Linked DNA regions of Zea mays: all the other regions are linked to region 3. A link is a contact called in public Hi-C data. All regions are on one chromosome and are shown on one strand. Each heading gives the region's core, a stretch centred on a gene start, on an enhancer-like site or on the middle of the called end of the contact. The rest is flanking DNA. Distances are from core to core; before and after follow the strand shown.

The links. Hi-C and Micro-C count contacts between places; a contact is called where the count stands out from the background.
Region 1: a contact with region 3 is called in a Hi-C map of endosperm, with 3 times the contacts expected there. The contact joins the promoter of LOC100304070 here to the promoter of LOC103638749 in region 3. A contact is called at or near these places in 5 of 25 Hi-C or Micro-C datasets (bundle sheath, ear, endosperm and 1 more) and 1 of 3 datasets of contacts at active chromatin or transcription factors (leaf).
Region 2: a contact with region 3 is called in a Hi-C map of bundle sheath, with 3 times the contacts expected there. The contact joins the promoter of LOC100275352 here to the promoter of LOC103638749 in region 3. A contact is called at or near these places in 4 of 25 Hi-C or Micro-C datasets (bundle sheath, ear, leaf and 1 more).

The regions. Positions count from the first base shown.
Region 1 is chr9:101,705,418-101,709,594 of Zm-B73-REFERENCE-NAM-5.0, forward strand. It overlaps LOC100304070, which reads left to right and starts at 1,967. Exons shown (of 1, transcript NM_001165572.1): 1 at 1,967-3,255. The coding sequence starts at 2,153. The coding sequence ends at 3,067.
Region 2 is chr9:101,743,840-101,747,979 of Zm-B73-REFERENCE-NAM-5.0, forward strand. It overlaps LOC100275352, which reads right to left and starts at 1,427. Exons shown (of 1, transcript NM_001149447.2): 1 at 516-1,427. The coding sequence starts at 1,202. The coding sequence ends at 876.
Region 3 is chr9:101,558,495-101,562,875 of Zm-B73-REFERENCE-NAM-5.0, forward strand. LOC103638749 reads right to left here and starts at 2,731. Exons shown (of 9, transcript XM_020543927.2): 1 at 1-2,731. The coding sequence starts at 2,374.

The DNA.
Region 1 (4,177 bases), core at 717-3,216, 150 kb after region 3:
CCGCCGCCGGGGCTCTCCGAGGCCGGCCGGGCGGGCACGCGCCACGCCGGGACGCACGGTTGCAGGGGCCGGATCGCGCTGCGCCGGGTCCGTGGCCGAGGACGGCCACGCCCTTGCCCGGAGGCAGAGCAGTTCGCCGGCGGTCGAGCGTGGCCCCGGCGCGGGTGCGGTGGCCTAGCCACGGCGGCACCGCCACTGGCACGGTTCAGTGCAGGCTGTCCTCCGGTGGCGCGGGCACGCGGCTCTGGCCCCGGCCCTAGCCTTGGCACGCGACCAGCCGCCGCCAGGCGGGCGCGGCCACGACACGGCGGACCGGCCCCGGCGGCGCGGGCAACGGTTGCCTGGGCGTGCAGGCCCTAGCGACGCGCAGATGCAATTCCCCGGACGCGCGCGGGCCCGGTCAGGCGGGCGGCTTCGGTGCGCGCGGTAGGCCCCCGGCGGATCCCGGTCCCCGCGCGACTGCTTGGCACGGCGGCACGACTTGCGCAGGCCACGTGGTAGCGTGGGCAGCGGCCCCGCGGCGCGAGCACACGGGCGCAGGTGTGGCCACCCGATCCATGCACGGGACCGGCTTGACGCAGCCTCGCAGAGGCAACGACAAAAAAACGGTTGCAAACTCCATTTCGTGTAGAAAATGATGGATTTGCATTTTACCTTGCGTTAATTGCGCAGTAATCCTTTCACGATGTCGTCTTTTCTTGGGCTCAGTGCCAATAGTTGGCAGACATGTTCTCTTATTCCCTCCAATAGAAATTCCTTTCTGTTCTCCCGCGAGCAGTGCTGATAACGTGTTATAACTCAGTGGTAACGAGATTGAGAGAGAGACAAATGACAGCGATGTCCTTTATTGCAGGGAAGACTTGTTTATATACATGTGACATGGGTCATCACCAAGAGGTGTGTCTCTTGGGATGTGTTCGTCGAGCCCCTTGGATTGGTCACCATATCACATATAACTTTGTAATATGTTATTTTGTAACAACGATGAACTGGCGATGCGTGTACCTGCCATGCCCGCAGGGCTGGGGGGATGGATGATGCACCGTTCCGTGCGGCGTGGGGCTGTGCGGGTGCGGGAAGCGGATCCGTGGACCGTGGACGACGGATGGATAAGCACAGGCAGCGGCCGGCGGGTGGGCGCGGGTCGCGTCGCCGCCGCAGCCGCCGCTTGCCCCCTCCTCCACCCATCATGCGTCCCGTCCCGTGTCGGTTTCACGAGTCCACGGAGACGGAGGAGCGGCTTTCCACTCCAGTCATCGTGTAGTTTCCAGTCCACTCCACCACTGCGATGGTCGCCACAACACAGCGAAACTGCAAGCTTGATCGATCCGTGTCCACGAATTTTCCGGTCCGACAGAAACAGCTGACTCCGTGCACGCACCGGTAGAATATACCGTGCGGATTTGAGGCAACTGGAAAGACCAGTCGAGCAGACGCCGTTAGGTTACCGGAATTACCGGGCACGCTGTTTCATCTCACCTTTCCGGTCGCAACCCGTCCGTTGGCCGTTACACATCGCGACCTCGCACCGGCACCACCAGCCAAGCCGTTTCCGACTACCCCACGACCGAGAGAGAGAGAGCAGGAGACCGACGGTTTGGCCGATGGCCGTTACACATCGCGACCTGGCAACGGCACCACCACCAGCCAAGCGGTTTCCCACTGCCCCACGTACGTAGAGGCAGAGAGAGAGAGACCAGGAGACACGGTTCAAATTTCAAATCGAACCGCCCCACTCCCACAACCACCGGGTCAAACCGCCGTACCCTCACTGACCCAGGGCCCCACGGACACTCGGCCCCCACATGCCATACCGCTGGAGAAAACGACAAGCGCAGGCGGTACGGGCGTGTGAGGTGGCTCCGGGGCTCGCGACGCGTGCGTTGGGTGCCAGCTGTATTGCCGGTCAGGTCACCGGCCGCCGGCGCTGCTATAAATACCCGCCGCTCCCCCCGTCACTATTGCTCCAACCAAACTTCCGGTCTTCTCTTCTCCACTACCCACCCGCCTGCCCGCCCGCCTTCTCCTCCACCACTGCCCCGCCGCTAACCAACCACTCGTGCGCCACAAGTCTCCCGTCGTGGAATAGGGCAAAGGCCAGGCATCTCGCTTCTGTCCTCTGTCGAGGGGATCGGACCCGATCGGAGAAAGAATGGGCTCGGAGGCGGACTGCGACAGGATCAGGGGCCCGTGGAGCCCCGAGGAGGACGACGCGCTGCGGCGGCTCGTGGAGCGGCACGGCGCGCGCAACTGGACGGCGATCGGGCGCGAGATCCCGGGGCGGTCGGGCAAGTCGTGCCGCCTGCGGTGGTGCAACCAGCTGTCGCCGCAGGTGGAGCGCCGGCCCTTCACGGCGGAGGAGGACGCGGCCATCGTCCGCGCCCACGCCCGCCTCGGCAACCGCTGGGCCGCCATCGCGCGCCTCCTCCCCGGCCGCACCGACAACGCCGTCAAGAACCACTGGAACTGCTCGCTCAAGCGCAAGCTCGCCGCCGCGTCCGCCCCGGCGGGTTCCTCCGACGTCGAGGCGCGCCCGACCAAGCGCGTCAGCCTCTCGCCCGACAGCCCGTCGGGGTCGGGGTCGGGGTCAGGGTCAGGGTCCGGGTCCGGGTCCGGGTCCGACCGTAGCGACCTGAGCCACGGCGCCGGCCAGGTTTACCGCCCAGTGGCGCGGTCCGGCGGGTTCGAGCCGGCGGACTGCGCGATGAGCCGTCCGCTGGAGGAAGAGGAGGAGGAAAAGGAGGACCCGCTCACCTCCCTCAGCCTCTCGCTTCCAGGCACGGACCAGCGGTTCCACCACGACCGCGCCCACAGCCAGTTCCAGGAGCTCCCGGCGTCGCCGCCCTCGCCCTCCCCGCCTCCGCCGCCGGTTCTCTCGGCGTACCCGTTCAGCCCCGTGTTCATGGAGGCGATGCAGGAGCTGATCCGCACGGAGGTGCAGCGGTACATGGCGAGCGTGGGCGTGCGCGCCGGGTGCGGCGCCGCCGGCGGGGCCGACCTCTGCATGCCGCAACTGGTCGACGGCGTCATGCGCGCCGCCGCCGAGCGGGTCGGCCGGATGCAGTAGCAGTAGCTCCTGCCATCAAATGCTCCCGAACCGTCAATCGATCTTCTAGGACGAACGCGCAGCAGCTGTTGTTATCAGTAGCAAACTTCCAAGTTATTATTTTCCTTTTTTTAAAACTTTATTCTCTCGAACCGCTGTGAAACCGAAACAGCAGTGAAAAGAGTCAGCAACTGAAAAAAAAAATATGTGGGAACTGAAAGGTGGAGAAAAATGTAGTAAAGGCTTGCTGAAAGCCGTGTAAAGCGCTGCCTGCCTCCTCTCTCTCTCTCTCTACAGGAATGAATCGGATCGGAACGGAATGAAACGAGAAGAGGGGGACGACGCACATTCTGGTTTCTGATGAGCTCTATCCATTTCTTCTGCTGCTACTATTGCCGCCGCGGCGTCGTTCTGCAGTTGCCCCGGGGCATGCATGAACCATCAATATGCTCCCAAACCGTCGTCGACCAATCTAGGACGGTTTTTCGATGCACCACCATCCGCGCCGCAGGATCGAAAAGGAAACGTCAGTGCAAATCTGGCACCTCCAACACCAACGAATCCACCAGATCTCGCAAGTTGACGATCCAGATCGACGCATGTCCACACCCACGCAATAATTGCGATCGAACACATGGTCTCTCGGCCAGCTTTTTCACCATCCACACATACCACACCAACGCATTTTGGCGTCGAGTTGCTTCTGCCTCGCGTGCGTGACCCATATCTTGGCAGACAACGGGACTCGGGAAGGAGACGCGAGCACTTGCACCGCAACCCCAACCCCTCCACCGCGTCCAGATCCGGCGCCGGAGCAATCGTACTTTCATGCGGCGGCATCTTCGTGCTGGGCTCGATTGTCTCGTTGGGGATAGATAGATAGATAGATAGATAGATAGATAGATAGGAGACGAGACGAGACGTCGAGTGTGGACTAGTTACTAGCAGGATGGATCGGTGACCGATGGATTTCGTTGCTGACAGCTCACCACCGGCAAAATGAGCGGGACGACGCCTCTGCTGCTTCGGTCGACCGTCGTGCGCGGATCGGAAAAGGTCGCGTGGAGCCAAGCCGAAAGCGTCGGGGCTGGGTATCGCTTTGCCTTTGCTTGTCGGCAGGTCAGAAGTGGA
Region 2 (4,140 bases), core at 177-2,676, 180 kb after region 3:
CACTCCAGGTCTAGAATTCCTAGACCCCTCTATTCTTTGGCAGACAAGTTGTGGCCCAGTTAATCAAGCAATGACCCCCACTGCAAAATTCTGGACTATTCCCTTTCCAAAGAAAAGTTGTCATAAGTTAACATAGGACTTAAGCTCTAATTTTGGTTGCGCTTATCTGCTGGGAGTTGGTGTAATCTTCGGTAAAACTTTGCAAAAAAAAAAAAGACCCCGGAACCTTAGAAAGAACAGCATGAAAGGCCACGCACGCAGGTACGAGTACGATACGATAGGACGTACGAATGCCTAGGTCAAAGCACGCGAGGATTTGGTCAAAATCGTTCTGTGGCGTGCTGCGCCAGCTCGTCGACTACTGAAGTACTTACTGATCTCTGACCCGTTGCCCAACCGTTGGGTCTTCTTTCCAACTCTTGGGGTGACCATAAAGTCCTCACCGACGTTACGTTACGTTACCTTGGAATGTGGAGTTCCGTATGGTGGTGCTGCATCTCAAATCCGTACGCCACTACTATAGTTGAGTTGCATTGAGCATATGAGTAAGAAATGATTAAGCTTATGTACATGGGTTCAGTTTCATACAATACAACGTATATATTTACTTTTCATATTACATTGCAATAATTCTACCAGCTACTGTATTACTTTGCCATGCATGCATAAGACAGCACTACCGAAACCTTAGTAAAGAACAAAAAGAAGAGCCCGTCGTGCCGAACTGCCGACGATCGACATTAATCTAAAGCCTACTAGCTCCCTCCCGTGTGTTCTGAAATCTGAAACCAGCACACAGGGTGACAGGGTGACAGGGATCGCCGGCCCTGTCACTTACTCCGGGCCGGCCGGCCGGCGTGTACGGGATGGCGCGCCTAGTGGCCGTCGCCGGGGCTCGGGCCGGAGTTCTTGATCCCGCCGAGCATGTCGACGCTCATCAACCTGTGGCCTGCTGCAGCACCGCCGTCCTGCTCCGCGGCCCTGACCACCACCACCGTCTGGATGTAACCCACCGGCGGCGACTCCTCCACCGTATGCTGCTGCGCACCACCATCATCGCCCTCTGACGATACCTTCAGCGGCCTGCTGGCACTCGAGACGGTCGCCGCGAGCAACAGGCACGTCGTCAAGAGCAGAAGGCCGACGACGACTCCAGCCGCCGGCGCCCGCGCGCTGCCGATGATGATGAGCTTGGTCGCCATTCTGCTGGCCGTGGCGCGCGCGCAGTCTCGACCGACCAGTCGTCGTCGAGGAACGCTACGCTACGTACCCGTCTCTCTCTGCGCTAGCTGCACTCTGACGACACTGCTAGCAGGAGCCTAGCTAGCACTAGCACACACACTGACACACGTGCGTGTTTATGTTGCCAGGTAGCTAGGTAGTGCAGACAATCGACGACTATGTATATATGCGCCTGGTTTGCACCCACCCCGAGCCGTGGCGTTCTCGGGGTTTATATAGCCACAGCTCAGTAGCGTAGAGAGGGTCCTTGGGCTCCTGCCGGCCACCATTGACCGAACGCCCGGCCGGTCACCGGTGGCGTCGTTGGAAACCGGCAGTAGACCAGCAGCCCGCCGGGCCGGTGATCTCATCTGATGACCGGCGGCAGAGGAGGGAGCTAGCTAGCTAGGAAGGGAAGCGTCGTGGAAACGACACACGGGGGCGGCGTGTGTGTACGAGCGGTCGCCGTGCCCGCGCAGGCGGCACGCACTCGCTCTACCCGCCAGGTGAGGTGGGCCGCGCGGTTGGAAGCTCGCGCGTGGAAGTTAGAACCGCGATGGAGAAATTCCGCGCTCCCGAGAGTGGAGGACGACGCGGACGTGACATGCAGCGCAGACAGACAGAGAGAGGTTGACGAACTCGGTCGATCAGTTTGTTTGGTCGTGGGTTGTGGCGTGGACTGCTGGGTCACTATTATAGCTCACGTACCAGACCAGACACGGTGCCTCAGCATTCCATTTACCAAATTAGACATCTATCTACACGGCCGACGACAGCGACACCCGGCCGGCTGTTGGTCTTCTTCCTCCGTAGCAAATGTTACAAAATAACACGTTACAAGATATGGTGACCAATTCAATGGGCTCGACGAACTCATCTCTAAGGAACACACCTCTTAGGGATGACTCCTGTCACTTATATATATATATATATATATATATATATATATATATATATATATATATATATATATATATATATATATATATATATATATATATATATATATATATATATATATATATCAGGATGTTCCCTGCAATAAACATAACTGTCATTATCTCTGTCACTTCTTACTCTCGTTACCACTGAACTCTAATATGTTATTAGCACGAGCTCGCGAGAACAGAGGGAGAAGTAGAATAACACTCACTGTTTATGACAAGAACGGAGGCAGCGGCCTCCAAATCGATAGGAGAGATGCATAATGATGTCAACTCGACTGGGGAGGAATTATGCTTTGTGGACAGTTGTACCACAAACTCTATATTTAGGGAGATCAAATACTTTCAGACTCTTAAAAAGAGAGATGAAAAAGTTTTGACCATCGCTGGACACGATGCGGTGATAGTTGGCTCTGGACGAGCAACTATTACCCTCCCCATGGGTACTGGAATTGTTATCGATGATGCATTATTGTATCCTGATTACACTTGTACCCTCCTAAGTTTTAGAGATATCCTGTAGAATGGATTTCATATTGAAACCCATGATGAAAATCAAGAATAGTTTTTTCTTCTGGACCAAGCCGAACAAATATGGCAAACACATATGCGAGAAAATTCCATTATTCACGTCTCGGTTGTACTATATATACATTAAGTCCATTGCACATGTTGCATATAAGGTGATTTTCCAAAATGTTGATCCATTCCAGATTTGGCATGATTGACTTGGTCATCTAGGCATCGGGATGATGCAGAAAATCAGAGGCAATTCTATTGGTCATAATTTGCCTACAATTTTTTCCCCAAATCTAAAGATTTTATTTGCACTGCATGTGCAACTAGGAAAATGATTTTGAGACCATCACATCTCAAAATTAAAACTGAACCGCTTAAATTCCTTGAAAGAATTCAAGGCGATATTTGTGGGTCAATTATACCAACTTCTGGGCTGTTCAGGTACTTCATGGTATTGATTGACGCATCTACACGATGATCACATGTGTGTTTATTATCAACACACAACCATGCATTTGCCAAGATAATGTCTCAAACTATCAAGTTAACGACAAATTTTCCTAAACATCGGATTAATACAATCCGGATGGATAATGCTGCTGAATTTACATATTAGGCATTCAATGATTATTGTATGGCGCTGGGTATTCAAGTACAACACTTGGTACCTTATGTCCACACCCAGAATAGAATGGTTTGGCTGAGTCACTAATCAAGCGGACTAAACTCATCGCAAGACCATTATTAATGAATTGCAAATTGCCTTCGTCGTGTTGGGGTCATGCAGTTCTGCACACTGCCGACCTTATACAACTACGACCTACTGCATATCATTCTACTTCCCCAATACAAATGGTACGTGGAAATCCTCCAAGCATTTCCTATTTGCGTAAATTTGGATGTTGTGTATACATTCCAATCTCACCACCTCAGAGAACAACCATGGGCCTACACAGGAAAGTGGGGATCTATGTGGGATTTCAATCTCCGTCGATTATTAAGTACTTAGAACCCTTGACTATAGGTGTACATTTGGGCGGGGCCTGATAGGCCGGCCCGAAGCACGAAAAAAGCACGACCCAGACACGACCCGATATATCGAGCCGGGTTTGGGCCGAGGTCGTGGGCCATGGGCGGGCACGAGCACGACCCATTTAAGACAGGCACAAAATGCCCCATATAGAGGCACGAAAAGACCCATATATTTATTAAAACCACACTTCATTCCACACTTTCATGTACTTGATAAAAACACAAAACTAGAGATAATGCTTGTTAGATGTCTTTAGCTTTGAATTAGAGTATGTGATGTAATTTTACTTTTGTTATGAACATTAGATAATGAACTGAACTGACGAACTTTGTATAGAGCTGATTATACTCTTTTTCCTTCTAACAGAATGATTTGTAAACGAGGTAGTCATTGCATAGCTCTGGTAACTTAATACAAATATTA
Region 3 (4,381 bases), core at 1,481-3,980:
TTCTCCACTCTTTCTCCTGGGTAATCTCATTAACACTTATTTCTGTGGTATTAAGGGTTCCCCAAGATCCAAAAGGTGCCACATCCGTCTCTCTTGGATTGTTCAGCAGATTGCCTTCTTCCTTACGTGCAACATGAGAAACAGCAGCTTCTGCTATCTTGGAATTTTCCTCAGGTTGGCCTACAGAAGCAGCACACACTTCACTTGCACCGATCAGAATCATACCCTCCTTTTCATGGTTATCCTTGCTATGAGTCATGTTAACTTCATCTGTACTAGGACTTATAATGGGATCATTTAGAAGGAAAAGGCCTTCTTCCCTCCTGTCATTCTTACTTCCACAAACTTCTGTTGCACAATCCTTAGCTCCATTCTCGTAAACAGCACCATTTCCACTCAGGACCTCAGAAACGCCGTTGCCTTCCATGTTCTCCACTTCACAATCATGTGGTTCCACTGCATCAAGAATCCTTGGGAAATTGCTTCTAACATTCACAAGACCTGAAACAGCCAGAATTTCACCATCTTCATGTTGAGAATTATTGTTCTCACAATGAAGGGTAGCATTTTTAAAACTTGAATTGATGACAACCCTATCATCTTCTTTTCCAGGATGTTCAACACCACTTGTATTAAATGTTTTAGTAGATTCAATGGCTGAAGATGCATTGCAATCAATGGAACTCACAAAGCTCTTATAATCTTTTCCAGGATGCTTTCTCCGGCCGGCACTTGCTGTACCAAGAGTATCCGTAGATGCAATGGTTGAAGCAGCATTGCTCTTCCTCAGATTTACCAAATCACTATTTTGTTCCTTCTGGACCTCCACACTGTTAACAACTCCAGCTGTATCACTAGTACTGACCAAATTGTGTGCAGAAATAGCATCCTTCTCAAAAGATGATGTTGTGATCTCACCTTCTTCTTTCTCAGAAGCATTTGCATTAGCTTCTTCTTTTTCAGAGGCATTTACATTAGCATCAATGATGTCCTTTTCTGGGACGGTTGAACTACTAGTTTGTTTATCTTTGGCACCAATCTTCCTAACAATCTTCTTGATGACAATCTTTTTCACTTTTTTCACACCAGGCCCAGGAAAGGCTGCCAATCTCACACCTGCACTCGTGAAACCTGGTATATTATTGCCAACCTTGTTAGGCTTCTTACTAACCTTATTAACAGCTCTTTCTCTTTCCTTGTCTTCTGGTGAAGGCTTCACAAGAACCGACGACAGCACCTTCTCAGTTTTCTTTGCTGCGTTCTTCTTCATTCCTGCACTATCATCACTACCCTTACAATCAGAACTCTTTGCCTTGCAATCCGAAGAAATTACGCTTGCCAATTCCTTTGAAGCAGACCCAGAGTTTTTGGTCTTGCTCGGCGAAATGTGCACCTCCTTTGGCACCTTGCTTGGAGAAGGCGACGTATGCACTGATGGATTCTCCTCAATCCGATGCCACACAGACAATCTCATAGGAACCACCTTCTGTGGGGCTCGCCTAGGCGAGCCAGGCAGCATAGTCGACATGGACATCGGCATCTTACTGTTTCCTTTACTGTCGCTGTGTGTCACAAAGCCCCCATGGCCGTAACAAGAATAACTAGTTGCCCTATCTACAAAACTATCATCTGGAGGGGGAGAATAGCTAGGGTGCGGCTGTTGCCTCTTGCGGAGGGGTGGTGGGCCAGAGCTGGATGTGCTCTCCAGGTCAACTGAGTCATGCATGGCGCTGCGGTACCTCTTCCGTGTACCGGGTGGCGACAGCGACACCTGGTGCTGCTGGGCAGTGTAGCGGCGCTCCTCCTCAGCCTCCTCCCACGAGAGTTGTGGCTGCTGGTGAAGGTGCTGCGGCTGCTGGTGGTGGTGATGGTAGTGAGACTGCTGCTGGTAGTGATTGTAGTGCGGCTGCTGCTGCTGGTGATGGTGGGGGTGGTGGCTAGGGATGTGGCGGATCTCATCGGCGGCGCGAAAGTCATCGCCGCTGTGGCGATGCTGGCGGTATGACTGATGAGGAGGAGGGGAGTTGTGGTACGGCGGTGGGGAGTAGGTTTCCGGCGGGGGGCGGAGCGGTAGGGCGGCATAGTGGGTGACGTCTTGGCGATGGTGCGGCAGGGGAGGTGGCGGCGGGGGCAGCGGCTGGGGCGGCGGGGGCTGCTGGTGCACGCGCGGGAGGGGGTGGTGGTGGTGGTGGTCAGGAGTGGAGTACTGGATCGGGCGGGAGTCATACTCGTAGTCATACCTGAAGCGCGCAGGGGCAGCGCCGCCGCCGGCTAAGTGGTGGTGGCCGGAGTGCTGATCAAGGTAGTGGTGGCCCGGGTGCGCGGCGCGGCGGTGGTGCGGGTGGTCGAAGTGCGGGTGCGGGTGCGGGTCCATGGCAATTGCCGCCCGACGAAGCGCCTCGCGGATCGGCTCGAACTGGGTGAATTGCGATTGCAATTCGGCGGGCTCTAGGGTTACAGGGGGGGGGGGGGGACGGCGCGGGGCAAATCGTGTGTTGCGTAGGGAGTGGGCGGCGCGCGGCAGCTGCTGCTTTGCTTAGCCTTGCGCAGCCGGCAACGAGCAGCGTGCGACCGTGCGTGATCGGGTCTGCCGGCTGCGGCCTGCGAGAAGGGTGGGGGTTGGAGCTCGGGTGGGAGGGGGTGGGGGATCTGTGGCGGCCTGGATTTTGCCGATTCGGCTGCGAATTCTCTCGCGGCAATGACGCGCCGGCTTTTGTTGCGGAGGGGAATCTCAGGGTCTGTGGCGGCCTGGATTTTATACACTTTCGACTCCGAATTCTCTCGCGGCAATGACGTGTCGTTGCGGCCTGATCGGAAAAGCAGAAAGCACGATGCGATCTGACGCTTGGGTTAGGCCAGGATGTGCAGCAGGCGCCGCCCGGGACGGCCACGACTCGTGGCCCACGAGTGGGGGCGGGCGTGTGGGCCTGTGAATTGTGGAGGACAACGTGGCCCGGGTAGGCCAACTCTTTTTCGTGGACCATACCAACCGGCCTTTATCGATCGGTTCATCAGAACTTTAGAGCTGCATAGATCAACATTATCGATACTTTCAATTATTTCAACCACCAAAGAGTTGGATCTACACAGACTAGTCAGTTGCCCGTGTATTACGACGTCTTACAACAATACTCATGTAAACTATTCACCAAAAAAATCAATATTTTCTATTGATTGTCTTCGCTCTCCGTATAATATTTTTTTGATTTAGCTAACTGATGTTATTATTTACTCCATCAAATATGTCTTGTTACAACACGGTCAATAAAGTGAGCGGTTAGAAGAGAGTTCACAACAGCTGACTGAACGAACAGAGATTATAAAATGACATAATTCCACCATACAGAGACCAAATAAGAGAAAGTTTGTGAGCTCAAGTTTCTAAAATAAGTCACATGAACTCAAACTTATAAAAAAAGATAGATCAAAATATTGAGTGATTGCTAAAGTCAGGCATCAATAAAAACTGGATGCACTCCATATAAATTATGCTACTTCGTAGCAATTACTAATATTTAAAACCAACAAATAACATTTTATTTTATTGTTAGTTTGATAAATCATTGTTGCTCCATCCAATCCAGCAACCTCAAACACCATGGAGTCCGTTGTGTCAATGTGGTCTTAGAAAGGACCTAATGCTTGCAAGAGCCAAGAACGTCGTGTCGTGCTTGGGCTGTAGCCTCGACCCGTGGCGCTGGTCCAGCCCGACACGATTATATTTTTTATTTTACAAAAAACGTATATACATATATATAATTTATATTCAATATTAAAAACATATGAGCATAACGTTCTACTGGTTAAACAACTTTACCTAGTGTCTCTCGCTCTTCTTCCATTAGGGCATGAGTTCGAACCCCACATGATGCACTGTTTTTTAACATTTTATCACTCATAAATATGATTCATGTATAGTATTGTGTTGCTTCTTACATGAAACAAATCTCTACTACTCTATAAGGAGGTAAGGAGGGCGTTCACATTTGGTTCACCATGCCCCCGCCCCAGCCCCCGTACGATGCCCCCTCGCCTTCGTTCCCCCTCAGCTCCGGTGCCGCGACCGCCACGCCAACCCCACCCCCGCCGAGACATCTGTCGTTCCCAACCCACTCCACTCCCTACACGGGTGTGTCACCCCGCGGAGCCGGAGGTCTTCTCCTTCGTCGAGCCTCTCCTCGTTGTGGTCCTGTGATCCCCGCCGGCAAAATCCCATGATGCCTGCTCCGCGTCTTCGCCCCCACCCTCTTCCTCCCCACGTCGCCGCTACCTCTGCGTCCCCTGAAAGCATCTAGGCCCCTGGTTGGTTTTAGTGATTAATGACAACGTAATATTATATGTGACTAACGTGTGTTTTGCAGAGACAAATGGTAAGTTAGGT